Regions from separate parts of the Oryctolagus cuniculus genome. Here all the other regions are linked to region 1. Evidence: chromatin contacts called from public Micro-C data. All regions are on one chromosome and are shown on one strand. Each heading gives the region's core, a stretch centred on a gene start, on an enhancer-like site or on the middle of the called end of the contact. The rest is flanking DNA. Distances are from core to core; before and after follow the strand shown. Region 1 holds the start of MAFB (MAF bZIP transcription factor B). Region 2 has its middle 400 kb from the start of MAFB. Region 3 has its middle 340 kb from the start of MAFB. Region 4 has its middle 65 kb from the start of TOP1.

The links. A called contact is a pair of places that touch in the nucleus more often than the background predicts.
Region 2: a contact with region 1 is called in a Micro-C map of ear pinna, with 4 times the contacts expected there. The contact joins the enhancer-like site here to the promoter of MAFB in region 1. A contact is called at or near these places in 2 of 6 Hi-C or Micro-C datasets (ear pinna and psoas muscle).
Region 3: a contact with region 1 is called in a Micro-C map of ear pinna, with 3 times the contacts expected there. The contact joins the enhancer-like site here to the promoter of MAFB in region 1. A contact is called at or near these places in 2 of 6 Hi-C or Micro-C datasets (ear pinna and an unstated tissue).
Region 4: a Micro-C map of ear pinna shows a contact between it and region 1, with 5 times the contacts expected there. The contact joins the enhancer-like site here to the promoter of MAFB in region 1. A contact is called at or near these places in 4 of 6 Hi-C or Micro-C datasets (ear pinna, psoas muscle, skin fibroblasts and 1 more).

What each region holds. Positions count from the first base shown.
Region 1 is chr11:18,257,099-18,259,806 of mOryCun1.1, reverse strand. It overlaps MAFB (MAF bZIP transcription factor B), which reads right to left and starts at 1,403. Exons shown (of 1, transcript XM_008274435.4): 1 at 1-1,403. The coding sequence starts at 1,022. The coding sequence ends at 51.
Region 2 is chr11:18,656,768-18,659,475 of mOryCun1.1, reverse strand. No RefSeq gene overlaps it. Among named protein-coding and RNA genes, the nearest start is that of MAFB, 400 kb to the right of the region's middle. Within about 2 kb of position 1,350, at least 7 of the 8 cell types and tissues checked have an H3K27ac peak or open chromatin away from gene starts, as enhancers often do. A contact at or near this core is called in ear pinna, where this site is marked.
Region 3 is chr11:18,592,186-18,594,893 of mOryCun1.1, reverse strand. No RefSeq gene overlaps it. Among named protein-coding and RNA genes, the nearest start is that of MAFB, 340 kb to the right of the region's middle. Within about 2 kb of position 1,358, at least 1 of the 8 cell types and tissues checked has an H3K27ac peak or open chromatin away from gene starts, as enhancers often do.
Region 4 is chr11:17,974,191-17,976,898 of mOryCun1.1, reverse strand. No RefSeq gene overlaps it. Among named protein-coding and RNA genes, the nearest start is that of TOP1, 65 kb to the right of the region's middle. Within about 2 kb of position 1,353, at least 1 of the 8 cell types and tissues checked has an H3K27ac peak or open chromatin away from gene starts, as enhancers often do. A contact at or near this core is called in ear pinna, where this site is marked.

The DNA of each region.
Region 1 (2,708 bases), core at 154-2,653:
AACGGGGAGTCCGGGCCAGGGCAAGGGCGGGGGCCGGGACCGGCCACGACTCACAGAAAGAACTCGGGAGAGGAGGGGCTGTCGCTGGTGGAGCCCGCCTCCCTGAAGCCGGAGTTGGCGAGTTTCTCGCACTTGACCTTGTAGGCGTCTCTCTCGCGGGCCAGCCGGGACACCTCCTGCTTAAGCTGCTCCACCTGCTGAATGAGCTGTGTCTTCTCATTCTCCAGGTGGTGTTTCTGCTGGACGCGTTTATACCTGCACGACTGGGCGTAGCCCCGGTTCTTCAGGGTCCGCCGCTTCTGCTTCAGGCGGATCACCTCGTCCTTGGTGAAGCCTCGCAGGTGGCGGTTCAGCTCGCGCACGGACATGGACACGAGCTGGTCGTCGGAGAAGCGGTCCTCCACGCTGCCGCTGCTGCCAGCCGCCGTCGCCGCCGTCGCCGCGTGCGGCCCGGGCCCGGGGTGGCTGGTGGGCAGCTGTTGCGCGGGGCTGGTGGCGCTGGACGGCGGCGGCGACGCTTGGTGATGGTGGTGATGATGCGGGTGCGCGTGCGGGCCCAGGTCGTCGTGGGCCACGCCGGCGCCGGGGTACGCGTGGTGCGGGTGAGGGTGGTGGTGATGGTGGTGGTGGTGCGCGCCACGGAACCCGTCGAAGCTCTGCAGCGGCTGTGGCACTGGGTGCGAGCCGATCAGCGCCTCCACCGCGTCCTCGGGCGTCAGGTTGAGCGCCTCGGGGTTCATCTGCTGGTAGTTGCTCGCCATCCAGTACAGGTCCTCCAGGTGGGTCTTCTGTTCGGTGGGGCTGAAGCTGGGCGAGGAGGGCACCGAGCTGCACGGCGTGCTGAGCGGTGTGGACGACACCGAGCCGGCTGGCTGCAGGCGCGTGCAGGGCCGGCCCGGACGCTCCGCGCGCCCCAGCGGCTCCTTCTTCACGTCGAACTTAAGCAGGTCGAAGTCGTTGACGTACTCCATGGCCAGCGGGCTGGTGGGCAGCTCTGGCCCCATGCTCAGCTCCGCGGCCATCGCTGACGCGAGGCGCAGTCGCCGCTGCCGCCCGGGAAACTTTGCGGCCGGCCGGGGCGCGCCGAGCCAAGCGCGGGGGCGAAGCGCGGCGAGCCGGAGAGGCCGGGAGCCGAGGGCGCAGCGGGCTGGGGCCGCTGGCCAAGCCTTTGTCTGGGGACGCGGCGGCGAGCCGGAGAGTCCCAGAGCTGCCTGCGCTGCCCCAGAGCTCGAGGCTGTAGCTGCGCTGGGACCGAGCCGAGGCAGTCGTGCAGGGCGCAGAGGCAAGCGGGGCGCGTAATGGGGCGGAGGGGAGGCGCGGGGCGAGCGCCCGCCACTCGCTCCCTAGCTCTCTCGCTCTGGGGTCCTCTCGCTCGCAGCCGCTCGCAGCCCGGCTGTGCAGCTGTGCTGGATCCGGCGCCGCCGCCGCCTTTTATCGCCTCCCTGAGTCACCGGGGCGCGGGGGCCCGGGCGGCCCGGCGCGCTGGCCAATGGCTGCTCGGCCCCCGCGGCCCGCACTGGGCGGGGCGCGCCTGACAGCTCCCCCGCCCCCCGCGTCAGCTGACTGGCGGCCGGAGCAGCCCCGGAGCCGGCGAGGCCTGGCGGAGGGTTGGAGCCGAGCGGGACGGCTGGCCCGGCCCAACCCCCCACACCCGCCAGGTCCCGGCCCCGCACTCTCGTCTTCGGAGCGCGCCCTACCTCCTAGCCAAGACGACGCTTCCACTCCCCCGCGCGCTCTCCTCCCTCCACACCCTTTGCTCCACCCTCCAACCCCCCACCCCCAGCCCGTGTCACCCCCTAGGAGGCTCAGAATGAGCGCCGGGACGACGCCTCCCGGGCCCTTTGTTCCCAAGCGGCCCCCGCCCAGTGGGCGACGCTCCGTGTCCTCGCAGCCGCGGGGCCGAGCGACGGTGTGCGGTGCGCGCCTGTGTGTCTGGAGGTCGGCACGTATCTGTGTGTTGGAGGCAGGGTTGGGGCTCAGCGAGTTGAGTACAGACCCAACTCTTAGCCTCCTGGGATCGTTCGGAGACTAAGAGGGGGCCGATCCCCTCCCGCGGGGTGGCCGAGCCCTGACTCCGCTGGCCCCGCCGCTCCCCGCGCTCACCCCACCCGCAAATGCTCACCGAGAAGGCACCGGGGGAAAGAATCGGCCCGAAGGCCCTGAATCCCCGTCCCCAGCCAGACGCACGCAACCTTGAGCGCTCCGAGCCTGGGGCCGAGGCCAGCCCGGGACGGGGCTCCAGTGGCTCTCTCTCGGCTTCTGGGGAACCGGCCCTGTTTTTGTTTGAACGTTTTGTAACCATTAAGCAGATCACGGAGTCTGCCCGCCGCGGAGAGGCTCAAACAGGCATAAAGTGCGACCCCAAGTGGCCACTGTGCGCAAAAGCGACGCGAGGCGCTCCTGCCCACTGCCCGGAGGCTTGGACCGCGCCTCGGACCCGGCCAGGTCTCCGAACCCGGGCCAACTCTAGCCAGCCCGGAACACAGGCGTGTGTGCGTCGGGGCCTACCACAGGTTCCCCTTGAGCCATACGCAGGTCCTCCGGTCCTATCTTCAGACTCAGCCGCGAGTCCTGCGCCAGTCGCCCCGATGAAATTCCATGCCCGAGCCTTCGAGAGTGGCCGTCGTCCTGGGCTGGGGACGGGCGGGTGGCCGATATTGGAAACACCACGGTGAGGAGGACCAGGACTGTCCGGTGAGAAACCTCCC
Region 2 (2,708 bases), core at 101-2,600, 400 kb before region 1:
TGGACAGGCTACACTGAGGGATCCCCCACAGTGAAGTCACTGGGGGTAAACTCACAGCCCACAGCCTGTCTGTCCTGGATATAAACATCTTCCCTGAGCCCATCGTAAGCTCAGAGCAGTGCTGACAATTTCCTAGGGAACCACCTGCCATTTAACGTTCTTTACCATGATCTTATGCATAACCTCTCACACACGTCCTGCAAGGAAGCCCTTATTAAGTCCACAGCTCTGTGCTGGGGATATGGTGACGAGCAAACACCAAGGTGGATAACTCAGAATCCAAAAGGAAAAAAAAAAAAAAAGGGCATTCATCAAATAATCACATCAACAAATGTGCAACTCCAAAAGGAGTGAAGTGCTTTAGAGGCAGAGGGCCACAGTCCCTGAACAAAGTGGATGTAGAGCAGAGTGGTTAAGGTTAGAGACACTGGAGATTGTTCAGGCTCCAGTCCCAGCTCGGCCAGCTTTGCTCTGAGACCTTAGCCCACTCATTTGATCTTTCTATGCCTTGGCTGTAAAACAAGGATAATAATAGCACCTGTGTCATGCAGTTGTTACAGGATTAAGTGAGATGGTATTTGTGAAATGCCTGGAATAGCACAGCAGACGTCCGTAGCGAAGGAACACAGGAGGGACGGACTTTTATTCCCACTTAGCTGATGAGGAAGGTGGCGCTCCGGGAAATGATCCAAAGTCACGTCCTCTGTCCAGGGGCGGCTTCATCCGCTGCCCCTGGATCTGGAAATGTGCCCCCTTCGCCGTGCTGCCTCCTGACTTGGCAAAGGGACGTGTCAGGGAGCCCCAGGCTCAGGCAGAGCTCGCCTCTCACCGCCACAGAAGCAGCCTTGCTATCATAACACATCTCTGTTTAAGAAACATAAACCACCCTTTGGCAGCTTCTCAAGTATATGTCAGAGCCACTTACAGAGCTCCCTCGCCTCGCTCCACTCTTCTGCCCCGACTGTCAGACCTGGCCTGACAGGGAAACACACGAGAGCTCACCCAACAGGTTTTCCCAACAGCCACAGCAGAGCGAGCAGGCCCCAAGGAGCCCAGGCCTGGGAGGACCCACTTTCCGGGCTGCCAATGGCCCCTCTGACCCGGGTGCGGGCAGCCTCCCTCTCCTCCTGTCTGAACCTGCTGCCTGGCAGAGGCTGATGTCAGAATCCTGCCCTCACCGCTGTAGGCCATCGCAGGCTCCCAGTAGCGATCACCCACAGCCCTGCCTCCTCCCTGCTGGCGTCTCTCCAGTGGTGGCTCAGAGCCCAGCTCGGGAGAGGGATGGCCTGGCCCAGTGCTGAGTGTCCCGCCTAAGCAACTTGGCCCGAGCCTGACAAGTCGCATCTGTCCAGCCTGGCAGCCAGAGCCGAGCCAACGAGCCGCGTTCCAGAGCTGGGCCCTCAGAGGACAGCAGAGAGTCTGGAAACTGGACGACAAGGGCAGAACAGGCCACAGGTCTCCAAGGAGTTATTCTAAGAAGAAATCACACCCAGTTCCCACACGGTGAGTGCTAGTGGCTACTTGGAAAGCTATTAGCTGTACCCACCTTCCATTTCTAATTAGCAGCCTCCTTGCACCCCCAGACTACATCAGGGCCATATCATGTTCACATTCTCCTTCGAAGGGAGCTAGGGCAATACCCAGAATTGCCCGGGGGCTCCTGAGGACAGCGAAGGTGCCAAGAGAGCAGGTGCTTGGCTCTGGGTTGGCAGAACAAGCCAGGGGCTCCAGAGGGCAATCAGACTTAGCATAAGAAAAAATTAAAAATAAAATAAAATAAAGTAAGTGCAAGAACAATAGCTGACACTTAGCCCACTCTCACTCTACCTCAGTAACCATACTTTCGAACTCTTTGAAACCTTACAGCCACCTGGGATATTGACATTTCCCACCTTCCTGTTAAGGAAATCTGAGTTGGATGGAGAAGTGACTTGACCAAGACTCTGCAACAGCAAAACAACAGACTTGGGATTCAAACCCCGAAGTGCCTGACTACAGTATAGACCCGCCAAGGCATAGTGAGGGCCAAGCGTCTCTCTGCTCCTTCTCATACACTGTAGTGCCATGGTTTACAAATGAAGGAACTAACCTCTCCATGTCTGCTGTCTTCATCTGTATTCAATACTAGACAGATGAATTGGACCCATCTTCCCTGAGTGGGTTGGAACTGATCAAATACTAGAAGGATGGGCAGTGTGAGAGTTTCTGAGTCAGGTGCAGGAATGCTTCCCAGCATAGCAACAAACACCCTTGGTGGCTTTGGTTGCATGCACACCCCTCTAGGAGCCACAAGTCTTTCATTTATAAGCCAGGGACAATAATTATTACATTAACCAGCAAAGAAGGGAAGAGGACAATATGGAGTCTATATTTGAAAGGTATTATTGAATTAGATTGCAAATGCTATGGAGACAGGAAGCAGTTATACATTATCCTTGTTGTACTGGTGACATCCAGTCCACTACCTAAGAGATACTTTACTTAATAAACTTCTGTTGAAGGAACCATTTTACAAAGTTACTTGCAAGTTTCTACAAAGGTGCATACAAAGAAAACAAAGTATATGTGCCTTACATACAGCATGACTAAGCAAGTGTAAGTGCTGGCCCAGAGAAGAATGCTAGATGGTCATTAAAAGCATGAGGCCGCTCTATCAGTGACTATACAGAAGGGTAAGAAGAGGGTATAAACACAGGGTAGGCAGTTGC
Region 3 (2,708 bases), core at 109-2,608, 340 kb before region 1:
AGTCAGAGCACTTCAGTCTAAGTGCCACCTGCCCAGACCAGTCTTCTCTGATCGCTTTAATGGATATAGCTCTGCTCGTCCCCAGTTGCTTCACCATCCAATCACTCATTTTACTTCCTAGGGCTTATCCAATTTATATGTTAATTACATGTTTTATTTTAGTATAGTTTAGTTTTAGTTTTATTCTAGAACCAGGGAAAGAGATCTGTTAATTCACAACAGCCAAGGTGGGACCAGGCTGAAGCCAGAGCCTAGAACTCAGTGTGGGCCTGCCTTGCAGGTGGTAGAGACTCAAGCACTTGAGCCATCATCTGTTGACCTCCACAGTACACATCACCAGGGAGCTAGATTGGAAGCAGAGTCGCTGGGATTTGAATCAGGCACTCCAATGTGGAATTTGTTGTCCCAAGTAGCAACTTAATTTTTTTTTTTAATTTTTTTTTTTTTTTTTTGACAGGCAGAGTGGACAGTGAGAGAGAGAGAGACAGAGAGAAAGGTCTTCCTTTGCCGTTGGTTCACCCTCCAATGGCCGCCGCAGCCGGCGCGCTGCGGCCGGCGCACCGCGCTGATCCGATGGCAGGAGCCAGGAGCCAGGTGCTTTTCCTGGTCTCCCATGGGGTGCAGGGCCCAAGCACCTGGGCCATCCTCCACTGCACTCCCTGGCCACAGCAGAGGGCTGGCCTGGAAGAGGGGCAACCGGGACAGAATCCGGCGCCCTGACCGGGACTAGAACCCGGTGTGCCGGCGCCGCTAGGTGGAGGATTAGCCTAGTGAGCCGCGGCGCCGGCTTGTCCCAAGTAGCAACTTAACAACTGCACTAAATGCCCTCCCCTAGCTATGTGGATTTTTTGGCCCTTCCCATTGGAATGGAATCTCCATGTCCTAATCTTTCTTGTCCCTAATCTTAACATGGTGTCTCATATACAGTAGAAGCCTAAAACTATGTTTAATTTATGAGATGAATGAAGGAGTAAGTGATTAAAGGCATTATTGAGAAATGACAAATATAGCTGATGACCTTTTGTGGAGTTCATGGATCTTAGAGAATGTGCTCCCCAGAGTAATTTGGGTGAATTTTTTAAAGTGTGCTTTAAATGCACGTTATTGGTGGATGGAACAGGAGAGAATTAAGGTAGTTCCACCATCTGTGTTTTGTCTCTCCCTTGGCTGGTGAGTGATTGGCTTCCAAAGAAAAGGCATTTCTTCACCTGGCGATGAAGACAGCCATCGTTTGCAATCATGGTGAGAAGTGATTCCTGTATTACTCACCTGCTGCGGGGCTCCTGACAGTGCAAGGGCCTTCCATGGGGTGGGCACCCAGCCAAAGCCACATGTGTTGTAATCTGTCAACATGCAAACAGGTTCAGGCAGCAAAAGGATCTGCCGTGGGTGCCCCAGGCCCATAGCTGGGGCCAGATTGCACTCACCATGCTAGGAGATAAAGGTCTGGAAGGCCAGAGACACATGTCCTCACAAGTCTCTGCTCTCCATGTTGGACAGGGAATTACCTGTAACACCATAACCAGAGGTTGCCTTGGATATTTGAGGCACTGAAAGCTGCACTCACAGGCCCAGCCTTCCATCTGGAGTAGGTTGCTTAATCTCTTTGTAAGCCTTGGTTTTTAAGTGGGGATAATAATGCCCTCATCATTATGAGGATTAACTAGGATAACATATGTAAAACATCAATACAGTGCTGGCACTGAGTCAGCCTTCAATAAACTTCACTTTCTGCTCTTTCCAACATTATCCTGGTCCCCTAGTCTTCTCTGTGTTTGAGAATTGCTTATCCACTCTTTTACCAAATATCTTACCCCAACCATTCATGCTTCTATTCAACCACTCAAAGAACCTGGACCCGGTTATCAGGGCTGAGAGTACATCTCTGAACTCCCACAAATATTCAAGCAAGTTAGTCTACTTACCGAATACCAAGAAGCATCTTTTCACTTACTACATAGCATTGATCTTATTTAATATATATGTTAAGAACCATCATCCTTGTTTCTAAATTCTACTAGTATTATCTGACTTCTTTCTAAATCATCTGTTTAATAAATATTATATTTATTTAACAGCTATTGGCTAGGTCCTCTGCCATGTCCTAAGATATGTAGAAAATCCATGGTTCCTATCCCAAGAAACTGGTCATCAATGGGGAAACAGCTCAGGAAATAGACAATTATACTACAAGTAAGGAAATATTGTCAAGGAAATAAATACTAAGTCTTTTATATACTTACATCACCCTTCTAAAGTTTATTTTCTAGTTTTCTTTTTTTTAATTTTAGAGGGAGATAGAGGAGGTTATAGAGAGAGAGAAAGAAAGAGAGTGCTGTCATCTGCTAATTCACTCCCCAAATGACAACAGTAGCACTAGCTGGGGGCCAAAACCAGGAGCCAGGAACTCAATTCAGGTCTCCCACAGGGGTGGCAGGGACCCAAATACTTGAGCCTTCATGGCTGCCTTCTAGTGTGCACATTAGCAGGAAGATGGTGTCAGGAGAGGAGCTGGGACTTGAACACAGGCAGTCTGAAATGGGATGCAGAGTTCTCAAGCAGTGTCTTAACTGCTGTGCAAACATCCACCCCTAAAGCTTCTATTTTGAATAATAAAATATTTGAGCTACCTTTCAGTATAGAAAGCCCAGGTTCTGCTTACTATGACATTTGCACATTTAATCTTTAACCAACACTCCTCATCACCA
Region 4 (2,708 bases), core at 104-2,603, 280 kb after region 1:
GCTTGGGCCCTGTACCCCATGGGAGACCAGGAGAAGCACCTGGCTCCTGGCTTCGGATCAGCGCAGTGTGCTGGCCGCAGTGGCCATTGGGGGGTGAACCAACGGCAAAGGAAGACCTTTCTCTCTGTCTCTCTCTCTGTCCACTCTGCCTGTCAAAAAAAAAAAAAAAAGGCAGAGTACATAGCCTGCTCAGAGCCTATACTAGAGGGATTCAATCTAGCCAGGGAAGTCAGGAAGGGCTTGAACAGGAAGGCAAAGGAAAGGGATACTTTAATACAGGGAAACACAAAAGAGGAGAGGTCTTATCAAAGGTCTTGTGGCAGGAGGAAGTATTTTAAGGGAAAGGCTCAAGAGAAAAAAAAAAAAAAAACGCCAACATGGAACATGGCGCAAGCTAAGCACGAGAAAGTTAGCAGGGCCTTGTAGATCTATGTCAAGAATCTGAGTCATAAAAATTACCCACTAGCATGAGAGTCTCAGGAACATTCACCTCTCAGCTGGTCTCAGTTGTGATAAATTTATAGCAAAGGTGACCCCAATATTTTTCCCTCCTTGTAGCCACATCCCTTGCAATGTTACTTTGCAGCTCCTCTCACTGAGAGCTGGAGTCTTCTTCCCCATCCCTAGAACCTGGCCTGGCAGCCTGGTGACTCGCTTTGTGCCAGCTATGAGTCTGGGCCTCAAGCAGCCCTGCATGCTTCTACTTGTTCTCCCGGAGCCCTACTCAACCACCATCGGAACAAGTCCAGCCTGACCTGGTGGAGAACAGGAGATCACAGGATGCAGAAATGAGTCATCCCCGCCAAGGCCAGGCTGGAGCAGCTGGCACTCGAGGACGCCCTGGGAGAGCAGCGAGAGTGCTCAACCAAGCCCAGACGGCATCACAGAGTGGTGAGTTAGCGAATGGGATTTTCAGCCCCTGAAGTTTTAGAATGGTCTGTTACACAGCAGTGGCTAACGGATAGGCACAGGAGAAATGAGAGGGCAGAGAGGAAGAGAAGACAAACAGGAGAGAGTGCTGCAACTGCTATCACATCCAAGATGCTCTGGGAGCCCCTGGCAGAACTGGTTCTGCAGGAAAGGATGGGGAACAGGATCATGGGAGGTTTTTCAAGAATAGAAAAAAATGAGGGTAGAGGGAAGGGGCCCACCAGATGGCAGAAATAATATGGACAAAGGCTTGAAGCCATGAGAAGAAAGGGGCCTTGGTCAAGAGCAGGGAAAATGGTTGAGGCAACCACTGGACCCAAGGTAGATGCATTTCTAGCACCTGTGAGGGGCTGGGCAAAAGGCTGAGTATCAGCCAGGGAGGAGCTATGAGGGGGCTGGGAACACTTGCTCTGAACACCTGCCTTGGTTGGAGAAAATGGAACGAGGTGGGGGGTGGGGGGATTGGATGAGAGTCCCAGATAGAGACAGTGAAGGCCTGGGGACCCAGGAGGAAGCAAGACTCCACCATGAGACCCCCTACAGCTCCCAGATGCGAGGAAGTCACAAAACTATCCAGGACCAGCTGTGAGACCATTCCCACGGCTGCCCTCTGGAGCCTGGTTTCTCAGGGTTTTCCAAAGAAAACTCTGAAATGAAAGTGGAAGGCACTTTGTGAATGATAAAATCCCACTGGTGTTCAGGACACTCTCTAAGGAAGATGCTGCAGTCTGGCTCATGTCAGGGGAGGAGGCGCCTGAGGCTCAGAGGTGGGGCAGCAGCTCCCTGGGCTCACAGGGGCACAGCTGGGGTTTGAATCTGGGCTGTCTGGCACCAAGGCACACACACACTCTCACTCTACCACCCATGCAGCGAGAAGCCAGGGCAGCGGGCAGAGGGCGGAACAGCACCTGGCTTCTGCCACCTCCGCCAAGGAATGCAAGTGACAGGGATTGATTGATCTCAATGATCAGCTACAAATGGTCCCTACACGTGGCCATGTTAATCAGCTTCTACCAGCCAGGATCTGACCAGTTTGAAAGGTTTATAGCAACAATGTGGTGCTGATTTATTTCTCCTTAATAAAAAAGTGATCAAGTGAAACCTGCATCTATCATTCTATTTATCACTCGGGATGATTTATTAACTAATTACACTTGCAGTGGTCGCTGGCTCTAACTGCGGACGAAGGGGGGAGGCGGTGGGGTCAGCGTGGCCATCAGTGCTGCCCCAAGCACACCCGGAGCCTTCTCCTCCAGCCTTGCCACTCCCACACAAGCAAGAGCAAGGTCTTGAATATGCATGTGGAGGCTATGAGAAAAGGGAGGGGAAAGGAGGGAGGGGGAGGAGAGAAATGGAGAAGGCTGTCTGGTCCCTGACTCCTTCCTCCTTGATGGTAAAGACACGGCACAGTGCGCAAAAGGTAGGGTTGCACAGTTAAATTTCAATCTCAGACAATGAATAATTTTGTAGTGCACAAATATCCCAAATATCACACAGCTGTCCTGGAAAATCTGGCAACCCTGGCCCCCGAGCCAGGAGGGCTCTGCTCGGGTATTGAGCCGCCTGTCACTACAAGAACCCGGGAGGCCCATCCCCACAGCCCTGCCTCACTGCCCACTTGCTCTTGGCCTGCTCACCCCTGTGGATTTCCAAATGGGGAGGATGTGGCTCATCCAGAGCTGGTGAGCAAGTCACACAGCCCCCTTATCTGTAACAGTGGGGGCTGGTGTGGCTGGGCCCCCACCTACCCCATGAAGATCAGCTTCCCTTCTCTCCTC